2 separate regions of the Zea mays genome follow, and region 2 is linked to region 1. The links are chromatin contacts, called in public Hi-C maps. All regions are on one chromosome and are shown on one strand. Each heading gives the region's core, a stretch centred on a gene start, on an enhancer-like site or on the middle of the called end of the contact. The rest is flanking DNA. Distances are from core to core; before and after follow the strand shown.

Region 1 (5,727 bases), core at 1,427-3,926:
AAAAAGTCGAGTCTGCCCCTGACCGTCCTCTCGCCCTGTGCAGAGGCTCGGGGGCTGCTCTCGCAAACCCGGCTCCGGCCAAACCGTTGACAGCGTCAACATACCAGCCCGAGAACTTGGGACCCGACCGTGCACCCGGGAACGACCAGACCAGCCAAAGCATTGTGCAAGGCATTAAGACCTCGGAGGAGTCAAACCACTCCTCCGAGGCCTCGGGGGCTACACCCGGCGGGTGCGCTCGCGCGCATCCACCGGAACAAAACGCAACCGAGAAAGGCTGGTCCCCTTGCAAAAAAGTGCGACGAAAGCCTCCAAGCGAGTGCTAACACTCCCTTCGAGGCTCGGGGGCTACTGTCGGGGACCATAATTAGGGGTACCCTCAAGTCTCCTAATTCTCAGCTGGTAACCCCCATCAGCACAAAGCTGCAAAGGCCTGATGGGTGCGATTAAGTCAGGGATCGGTCCATTCGAGGGACTCGATCACGCCTCGCCCGAGCCTAGCCTCGGGCAAGGGCAGCCGACCCCGGAGGATCTCCGTCTCGCCCGAGGCCCCCCTCTAGCGACGAACATACTTCCTGCTTGCCCGAGGCCCTGTCTTCGCCAAGAAGCAACCCTGACCAAATCGCCGCGCCGACCGACCAAATCGCAGGAGCATTTAATGTAAAGGTGGCCTGACACCTTTATCCTGACGCGCGCCCTTCAGTCGACAGAGCCGAAGTGACCGCAGTCACATCGCCGCTCCACTGACCGACCTGACAGAAGGACAGCGCCGCCTGTGCCGCACCGACTGCAGCGCCACTTGACAGAGTGAGGCTGACATGCAGTCAAGCCCGACCTCAGGCACCATAGGAAGCTCCGCTCCGCCCGACCCAAGGCTCGGACTCGGGCTAAGCCCCGGAAGACGGCGAACACCGCTCCGCCCGACCCAGGGCTCGGACTCGGGATAAGCCCCGGAAGACGGCGAACACCGCTCCGCCCGACCCAGGGCTCGGACTTGGGCTAAGCCCCGGAAGACGGCGAACACCGCTCCGCCTGACCCAGGGCTCGGACTCGGGCTAAGCCCCTGAAGACGGCGAACTCCGCTCCACCCGACCCAGGGCTCGGACTTGGGCTAAGCCCCAGAAGACGGCGAACTCCGCTCCGCCCGACCCAGGGCTCGGACTTGGGCTAGGCCCCGGAAGACGGCGAACTCCGCTCTGCCCGACCCAGGGCTCGGACTTGGGCTCAGCCCCAGAGGACGACGAACTCCGCTTCGCCCGACCCCAGGGCTCGGACTCAGCCCTGGCCTCAGCCGACGGTCTCCGCCTCGCCCGACCTAGGGGCTCGGACTCGACCACGGCCGCGGAAGACAGACTCGACCTCGACCTCGGAGGAGCCTCCACATCGCCCAACCTAGGGCGCGGACCGACCACGTCGACAGGAGGCGCCATCATTACCCTACCCCAAGCTGACTCAGGCTACGGGGAACAAGACCGGCGTCCCATCTGGCTCGCTCCGCTAGATAGGCAATGATGGCGCCCCGCACGCTCTGTGACGACGGCGACTCTCAGCCCCCTTATAGAAGCAAGAGGACGTCAGCAAGGACTCGACAGCCCCGACAGCTGTCCTTCCGCCAGGCTCCAACGCTCCTCCGACGGCCACGACACCACATGAACCGGGTGCCAAAACCTCTCCGGCTGCCACGACGGCATGTACTTAGGGCGCTAGCTCTCCTCCGCTAGACACGTAGCACTTTGCTACACCCCCCATTGTACACCTGGATCCTCTCCTTACGCCTATAAAAGGAAGGACCAGGCCCTCTTACAGAGGGTTGGCCGCGCGGGGACGAGGACGAGACAGGCGCTCGTGCGAGGCCGCTCGCTCCCTCTCCTGCGTGGACGCTTGTAACCCCCTACTGCAAGCGCACCCGACCTGGGCGCGGGACGAACACGAAGGTCGCGGGATTTCCACCTCTCTCACGCCCGTCTTCGGCCACCTTTCTCCCCCCTTCGCGCCGACCCATCTGGGCTGGGGCACGCGGCGACATTTCACTCGTCGGCCCAGGGACCCCCCGGTCTCGAAACGCCGACAGCATGTCTGGCACAAGACGCCGAGTACAATATATATAGGCACACCATCAACTCCCCTGACCTATTATTTACGACCCAAGATGACACTAATACGGCCTAAGCAGCCCACAACTCCATTACAGACTCGATTACCAACTCCATAATAGCGAAATAGAAATTGCCTGACTGACCTTATTCGACCATCCTCTCGTGCCACTCCCATTTCCCACAGATCCACTTTAGGCTGCATCTTCAGTCATGACAGGTCGGCAGCTGGCGGAGCTAGGGTTCGCTGCCGCGGATGCGACGAGGCCGCGCAGGAGGTTACCGCCATGCTGCCCTATCTAGCCGAAAAAGGAAAATGAATAATGACTAGTTTAGTAACTCTATTTTACCTAATGATTTTCATTTAACTTTGTAAAATAAAATCATTTTAAAAAACGAGATTTTGAAACTAGCCTTAAAAAGAAAAATGGCAAATGCCGTGCCGCTGACCCATTGAGGAATTGACGCCTCTCGATGCTGTCCGTTCGCAGGCGGGCCACGCCGTCCGTTGGATCACGGGGCGGGACCCGGTCCACAGATAATTGAGGCGGGCGGGACGGCTACGTCAGCACTCAGCAGCCGGCAGGCCGCAACCCGCAACCGTGGCACCCTGCGCGCCTCGAACAATCTCGTTTCGTACTCCCGTTTCGTTTCTCCCCCTCGCTCCCCAGCCGCATCTCGAGCGCGCTCTCGGCGGCCGTCCACGTCTCGGTCCCACGCGCTGCTCGCTTGCTCGCCGGCGGGGCGCGAGGGCGGTGGCCTAGGTCGTACCCAGCGAAGCGCGGCGTGCCACGAGGTGGGGGTTGGCTCGGGACCATCGAGCCTGTCCGGAATTTTTTCTGGCGCGTGATTTGCCGCTGAGAAAGCATCGGAAAAGGGAACGGGGATTTACTCTCAGTAGCCGCGAGCTACCCGCCGTCCCCTGGTCGATTCAGTGCAAATCCTCCAGGTTTCTGGGTCTTAATGGCTTCCTCAGGTAATCCTCCGCGCTAATTTGTGGGATTGATAGGAGAGAGCCTCCATTTTCTCCCACCTAGTACTTATTCGATTATTTTCTCTGGGTCTACCTGTGAATGTAATGGTTTGGTATCAGGTGATCCATAAGTGGCTTAGAATGAATGGAGTTATGGTGCAATTTCATTGGAATCCTTTTTTTCGCGATCTGGTGTTGTTCAAATAAAACAAAAAATATATGTTCTATTTTCGAGCCAAGTAAATGCCCTGACTGTCTGTTTATCTTTATCTTTGGCAAAGATAGTACCTTCTGTGGGGAGTTGTCAATAGTTCTTAATTTTTTACGCAATGAATATTTATTAACTAGCCAAGTTGTGGATCACATGGAAATTCCAACTGTTTGCAAGGGGCCTTGTTAACTGCTCTCATGTAATTACCTACAACAACTTTAATCGATCTCCCCACTACCTACTCATAACGAAGAGAGAATTAATAGGTAGGGATGACAGGATTTGAACCTGTGACATTTTGTACCCAAAACAAATGTGCTACCAAGCTGCGACAGCCAACACTTGAGATTTGTATCAAATCTGTTAGAAAACAAGTAAAATTGAGGAAAGACGATCCTCTCACCAAATAGCAAAGACATGTTTTTCCCCCATTTCTCAAACAGTTCATGAAATACTATATTGTTTGTTTGATATTGAAGTAGACTACAAAGGTTATAGGATTCTAATGGAGACCCAATGTGGTATAATAGAGATCGTCATAAAAAAAACTCGACCTGCGGGGGTAGGGGGGGGGGGGGTAACAAGGTTATTAAAACGGTAAAAAGTTGGAACGCTCATGGGTGAATTTTGACTTTTAAACGTTTAAACAAAGTTTAAACGTAGTTTTAAACAACACAGGAAAAATACCAATACATCATTATTTCAGACAATAATATGAAGTTAAATACCAAAATAGAGAGGTTAGTGGCTTACCAAAACTTCACCCATGAGCTGGATTGAACCTCAAAAGTAACTAATAGACTGAGCCCAAAAGTAGCTAACCGGTCTAAAATGCATAAAACACTGTGTTTTACAGTTTAGAACGCCAAAACGCGGTTTCAATCTCTAATTAAAGTTTTGACATTTAAACGTAGTTTAAACATCGTTTAAACGTAGTTTTAATAACACTGGGGGGGTAAGACAACCCCAGGCATTGTATTAAGAAGAAGACTTCACACAGGTCGAGAAAAACCCGGACCTCTACCCAATCCATACACAGCGGCACCATAGCCCATGTGAGAACGACAACGACCTGGGGATTTTTTTAACCACTGAAATTCGCTCATACGGGGAGTTGAACCCAAGACCTGATGAGTGCTACTCAGACCACCTAACCAACTCAGCTAGAGGCTCTTTCACTACAGAGATCGTCATCAGTAGTTGTAAGTTGTATCCTGTATCAGGGACTATAGAAATACGGAAAAACAACTCCCTCAGGTACATGTGTCAATGGAATCCTCTAACTAAGTGTGCTACCTTAGTGCTGTTATTTGAGGCGATAAACTGCTATCCTAATTCTTCATTTAGGATCAAGGTTGTTAGGTATATCAATGTGGATCCTAGAACCTTATACTATGATCTATCAAGCCAAAACGATACTGAACCCACCATGCATCCGAAATTGTATAGCACCCTATCCTACATAGAAGTTTCATATAATCCCATATCGGTAAGATCTTGCATAGGATTCCGATCCTAAATAATAATGGATATATATGACTTTTGGAATGATTTGATCGTGATAAATTATGAGGGAGTTAAGGCTTTTTTATGGTTGATCCTTGAGTCCTTGACCACAGTTCGCATCCTAATTCTATCCGATCCTAACAATCTTGTTTTGAATTGTGCTATGCTAGAGCATGGCAAAGGCTATTTCTGTGAGATATGCCATGTGTGTATATATAAAGGGGATGCAGTCTCACTGAACTTTCCTTGTAAGCGTAGTCATATAAAAACTCGGCCGGGGAGGGAAAGACCGCCCTCCCGGTATTATATTAAGAAGAGACAGAAACATGGTCCCGGTCGAGAAAACCCTCAAACCCTGGCCCCCCATCACTAACAGGCCGATCAACTGTCCACTCTGCAATGGCCCAGCCGGTGGGTGGCGCGCAGGAGTCTGATCCCCAAGAGCGGGCGGGGCACGGCGAGAGGATTTTTTTTAACCAAGCCCGAAATTCGCCCTCGAGGGAGATCGAATCTGGGACCTGGATGTGCTACTCGAAAGCCTTAACCATCACGCTAGTGGCCCTTTCGCGTAACCGTAGTCATATGCCCATCATTAATTGTCGCTAAGGAATATTTTGCATCAAGAGTTACATGTCTGCAGGATGTTGTATATTCGTGTTGCTATGTCTTGTTTCTGGATTGTTTTTACGTGATATATACTGATATAATAATGTCTTCTCATGCAGATATCTCTGTTGATATTCGTCCTGACATAAACTCATTTGATCATTTTTTAAGCATGCGATACATTGCAACAGATAGACCCTGGCTGAGTAAGTATAACATGAAGTTGTCTCTTGAATTGAAGTATTGAACTGGCTGTGTGTCACCTTTTTATTTTAATTGAAGAATGACTATTGAACATTAGCTTCTTTAGTGCTACATAGATTAACCTGTTTTTTTTC
Region 2 (5,727 bases), core at 1,794-4,293, 280 kb after region 1:
CCCATTGGCATGCGGATTACGTATCGCGATTTGGAAAGGGTAGTAGTGGTAGTAGGTGTAGCCTGTAGGGCAAAGGAAATGGTCAGCGAAAATAAATAAATAATGGTCTGTTCGTGCTGCCACACACACACCATAGTCAAACTGGCGGCATGCATAGCCCGACAACGCATGCCCATATAATCATTTAAAACAATATTTTATATTGTCTAACAGTGTATTTATATGATCTATTGTACTGTTTATTAAAATAGGAGATAAGAGCAACTCCAAAAGGATGTTAAAAAGTTTACCCAAAAAATGATTATTAAGAGCAGGCTAAAAAAATTTAAGAGCATCTCCAAAAGGATGCTAAAATCAATCCTTAAACGTGTTTAGGGGTGGAAAAACGAAATTTCTCCGTCCAACAGACCTCCCTTCCTTCCCCTAAATTACATGCGTCCCGCATCCATGGTCCGCCCTCCCGCAAATATCCGTGAGCAAGGTCTTTCCCCAATCCATCCTTGCGCACGCTTCGCCAGTCGTTTCCCGCGGTATTTTTCGCTTGGGTGATCGGGATAGAGGCCAGCGACAGCACCTGCAAGTGGCTAGTTTTGTTTGAGCGTTCGTTTTTGCGTGAACTGATGGAGCTATACTTTGTTTACACCATGAAAAAGATTTAGTATGTCCCCCATAATCAGTTTTTGACGAATAATTTTGTATTTCCTTTTGGAGATGCTCTAAGAGTGAATTATGATGGGTACTCCAACAGTTTCTTTAATTATGACATGTGGCGCAATCTGTACAGTCGTCGGGAGGCCGTGAATGATATGATACGTTGATGAATGGATTGGTGAGAGATAGAACACACCAAAATATGAGGGAGAGGAGACTGTGGATGCAGGACGCTAATTTTTTGGGGGCAAGAATGAGGGAGCTGTTGAAGTAAGAAAAACAACTATTCTTGACTAATATTTGTTTTAGGATTAGTTTACACATTCTTTTGGAGTTGCTCTAAGACGAGAAAAATGATGAGTAAACTAGTAGATCTAATCTTAGCGGCCCCTTTAAACCCGTCTAGTTAGTCGGGCTTTGTTGGGATAGCCCGCGTAGCAGCGGCTTGTCAGACTATTAACCGTGTCAGACCGAGGTGTTAATTTGATATTTTCATTATGATATAATGTGAATAAATTACGAAAATAGCCACAAAATAAGTGAGTGAATAGGACTCAAAACTGTTGTTGGTTTGAGAAAGAAATACAGCCGCACTCTTCTAACCGGTGTAACTCAAGTTTAATTATGTTATACGAAGGATATACCCCCTCGCGCCAATGTATTGTCCAAGAGACTAGCTAGATGTATTGCTACTGAGTACTCAACTGACATAACAGAAAAAGGTTGGAGGAGGAATTAGCGGAAAAATAAAGAGCAGAGTGTGAAACAATGGCGAGGCAACGAACTCCAGCAGCCAAAACCAGCTGGGAGGCAGCCTGGCCGATCCGGCCGGGAGGTTGACTTGGATGGCCTGTTTGGTTGGTCGCCCTACATGGCCGGTTTTGAGCAATACTATGGTTTTACTGTGGTAAAGTAAAACCGTAGTATTTGTGTTATGTATAATTGTAAACTGTGGTATTTCAAAATTACAGTATTTCAAAACTGCATTTACAAACAGTCCCTCACAATGCAAGATGTTAGACTATTACTAGTTACATCTAGAAGTCATGTAGTTTCAAAATCATCGAAATAAAATATGCTTGAAAATTACAAACTTTTTTTTGTAGGCAAGGAACTACACATCTCAGTCTAACTTGTTGCAAAACAACAAGGACTAAAGAAACCGAACCTACTAATTTGATGGACATGGAAATGGAGAGCATCTATGGAGTAAGAATCCCATCGCTGTTCAAAAAGACCAGCCCTTTACCAACTAATTTGATGCACCCTGCAATATCTGTGTATAACTAAAAAAAGGGCAAATAAACCCTCTTTTTGTATGAAAATCAATGAATCGAGCAGTATGATTGTTTGGATTTTAGATTTTGAATGCGTCAGAACTTCACTACGTTTCGAAAGTATTAGGAACAATAAAAACTGGGTATACCTAGCAACTCAAACCCCAATCAATATAACACAATCCAGAATAACAACTAGTATAGAACATCTTGCAACAGCATGCGCCAGATTTAAAACGAGATTATCAGCGTTCCGCGATTATTTAACCACCTCAGATCCTATCAGGATTGCGAGCGAATTCATAACAGCCCGCCTAAACCATACCACCAGTCCACCACCGCGTACTAAAACGCAAGTCACATAATATTAAATTAGCCGGAAGGCGAAAAGGAATCCCATAATAATAATAAAATGTGCCGGAAGGAAGGAGAGACAGAATTCTTAGATCTTGTCGATGTCCTCGTCCTCGAACTGGATGTAGTTGTAGTCGCCGTTCTCCTCGCCCTCCTCGGGCCCATCGACGTCGACGCCCTCGTTGAGCCTGAGCGTCTCGGGAAGCTCCCCGTAGGCCTTGAGCAGGCGCGCCTCGTCGTTCATGTACTTGAGGATGACGTCGGCCTTGTCGTCCTGGTAGTCGCGGAGGCCGACGAGGACGATGTCCCCGGCCGCGATCCACACCTTCTTGTGCATCTTGCCCCGGATATGGCAGAGGCGACGCGTGCCGTCCACGCAGGTGGCCTCGCACCGCCCGTTGCCGAGCATCCGGGTCACCTGCGCATACTCCTGCCCGTCTTCCTTGAAGACGAGCTCGCGCTTGTCGTCGTCAGCCTCGTTCTTTCCACGCTTCCGGTTCTTGCCTCCCTTACCCTTGTTCTTCGGCATCTTCGCGGAGGACGAGAGCGGTGTGGCGAAAACCTAGCGCGAGATCGAGGTGGGGAAAGGGCGTGCTGCGGGCCGCGTTTCCTGCGGAACTTTTTTAGAAGTGTGCGGCGGTGTTTGGTGAACGCGAGGGGAGGAGGTCTTGAGCCGTATGGTTCGTTGGATCTAGGGTTCGGCGGCGTGGACCGCTCGCATAGGAAGGGCGGTGTCTGTTTCTGGATAAGCAGGGCGCGGTGTAGGCTGAAAACGGGTCGGACAATATTTTTAGGGTGTCTTTAGATTCACCAACTAAAATCTAATCACTGTTATATTAATGTTTGGTGCTTATTATAAATATTAAATATAGTTTAATTATAAAAATAATTATGTAGACGAGAAATAACGACAAAACAAACCTATTAAGGTGTTTGTTTCTAAACCTATAAAACTAATATTTAGCGTCTAAAATTAGCCGAGAGGTTTATAACACATCAACTAATAGACCAACTAATGATTAGTTATATCTCTCAAATAGTTATTAGTTGTTAGCTAGTTCAACCTAGCTAATAACTTATTAGCTATCTAACAACTAATGATTTGTTTTGTTTTACTTTTTGGTGACAACTTCACAACTAGCGAGTACCATAGCACCAGAACAGTCTATACATCATGTATTAATTGTACAAACGTTCAGTAGCAGAGTATGATAATAAATATATTTTCACAGAAATGGACTCTGGAATGGACAATTTCTAAAATACACAGGCAGAGGCTAATTTCTAAGCTCTAAATTAAAGAACAAATTGAAGGGCACAAAACAGAAACATAAATAGGCAGGATGTAGAAGTTGGTGTGGCCAATAGAAATTGAAGAATCTCAGCATCAATAGCCAAATCCACTCTTCAAGACTTGCGTCCGTTGAAAGTTTGAAATCTATAACCTCTGAGCTACATCTCCTGGTACATTAGCCATCTTTACACTTCAGGTGCAAGAAGCTCCCCAAGCTTCCATCACTCTTCATGAATTCGTCTTGGCTGTGGAGTATCATCTTGCCCAGCAAAGTACACCATGACAAACAGAAGGGCAATGACGAATATAAGGATGTACAGCGAGGTCAAGCTGACCAGAGAATTCAGGAAACCCATGAAAGAAGGGCCGCTAATTTTCTTCTTTGTTGTTCTTCCTGCTCTGTATCCCTCAAGAAATTGGCTTATTTGAGATGCTTGGTCAGTACCTTCTTCTAATCTCTCTGAACCATCCACCTTCACCAAGAACCATTTTAATTCAATCCCAGAAAATAACAAATTCTTATTTGATGATTATCGGAGAGATGGTAGCAGTTTCTTTCTTAATCAAGTATTAACTTTCTCAGGGAATTATGAGGGTCAACAAACAGGAACCTATAAAAGCAATACCTTTATTGATAGAAAAACTTTTGCATCATTAGTCAGAAACATGCCAGTAACACTTTATATGGATGGTGGTATTAGAAAATAGAATTAATTACTGAGGATACTGTACTTACGAGCTCATACTCCTCATTTCTATCCCACACAAGTAGCTTTGGCAGCTGTGAGCTTTTGGAAACATCAAAAGTCTCCACAAACTCATCCCATTGCTTGATTCCAACATATCCAAACACCAAATCACGGTTTGCGCTAGCAGCAGATCTCAAAATCTTTACCAGCTGTGTAGAATTTTCATCTGAATCATCCTCCAAAATTGTGAGAACAACTTTCCTCTGATCATCATTCAACATTTTTATCGTCTCTGTATTGATTGGGACAACCAAAGGGAGAAGGGATTGTCGTACAAAATCTTCCAAGAAATTTTCTATATCCAAAAAACAACACCATCAGCTATGGCGTTATGGGGAAATCAACATGGCTATGTATGGTATATTAAACGACCATAAGACAATACATGGTGCCTGAAATTACTTCTCAAACTAAGAATCGACATAGAAAAAAAAAGCCATGAACGAACACAAGAAAGGGATAACAATTACCTTCAAATGGGCCATAGAACAAGCTTTGTTCCTTATACTTTGGATGGATTGCAACTAGCGCCGGAACCTTGTCAAATTCATAGGCTACCATGACGTCCTCAGAGAAATCTTTAGCAACAGCAAACCATGCTCTTTTCTTGTATTTCCTTCCATATTCAGCAATCAATGAGTCATTCACCCCAAAACCAAGGAACATAGGAAAGCTTGTACCAGCATTCTCAACAAAGTTCTTTATCGCAGAGTCTGACTCAAGGATAGAAACATCTGGCGCAACAAACTTCTTCAGATTGCGGACAAGCTGATCAGCCTTCCTCGAACCAGTGTATTCAATTGGAACACCGTGGATAAAAAGCATGAGGGTAGGGAACCCACTGCATTTAGGAACTAATAAGCATTAGGCATCCAATCTAAGAATATCTACTCTCCAGCGAAACCAAAATACTTTCAGGCAAGAACTTACTCAACTCCATATTTTGATCCAAGTTTCCTGTATTTATCAGCATTAACTTTGGCAACAACAATGGGCTCACTCAACCCTGCCAACATTGGTGCAGCTTCATCTAACTGCACCAACAAAAAAAAGGAGTAATATCATAACTTCGTTTTCTTAATCCAATTCCCTGGAATTTCTGGCTTTTATGCAATTGTAAGTAAGCAAAAAGTAGTATTTGAGAACGTACTAATTCAGGTGTGTCACACCTAATAGCACTTGTCTTTTTCCACAGGCTAATGTACCGAAATTCAGGTGGTGTCACGCACTACCACTCTGTTTGTTTAATGACTCAATAACAACATTTTTCGTTAAATATTCTGAAAAAATAGCAAGTTGTGTGCTCTCCCACTTCGCTCTAATCTGCTCGAGTTTTCGGGAGTTGGGACTACCCACCCAAAAAAACAAGGAATCCCAGAGTCCGGTGGTGTCACACACTGCT

What was found. Hi-C and Micro-C count contacts between places; a contact is called where the count stands out from the background.
Region 2: a contact with region 1 is called in a Hi-C map of endosperm, with 2.7 times the contacts expected there. The contact joins the promoter of LOC100273317 here to the promoter of LOC100285517 in region 1. A contact is called at or near these places in 5 of 25 Hi-C or Micro-C datasets (bundle sheath, ear, endosperm and 2 more).

Annotation. Positions count from the first base shown.
Region 1 is chr10:119,634,321-119,640,047 of Zm-B73-REFERENCE-NAM-5.0, forward strand. LOC100285517 reads left to right here and starts at 2,677. Exons shown (of 11, transcript NM_001279566.2): 1 at 2,677-3,069; 2 at 5,509-5,595. The coding sequence starts at 3,057.
Region 2 is chr10:119,909,025-119,914,751 of Zm-B73-REFERENCE-NAM-5.0, forward strand. It overlaps LOC100273317, which reads right to left and starts at 3,044. Exons shown (of 1, transcript NM_001147758.2): 1 at 2,162-3,044. The coding sequence starts at 2,811. The coding sequence ends at 2,371. LOC606478 (protein disulfide isomerase11) reads right to left here. Exons shown (of 5, transcript NM_001112333.1): 2 at 5,256-5,359; 3 at 4,796-5,166; 4 at 4,313-4,620; 5 at 3,433-4,049. The coding sequence ends at 3,798.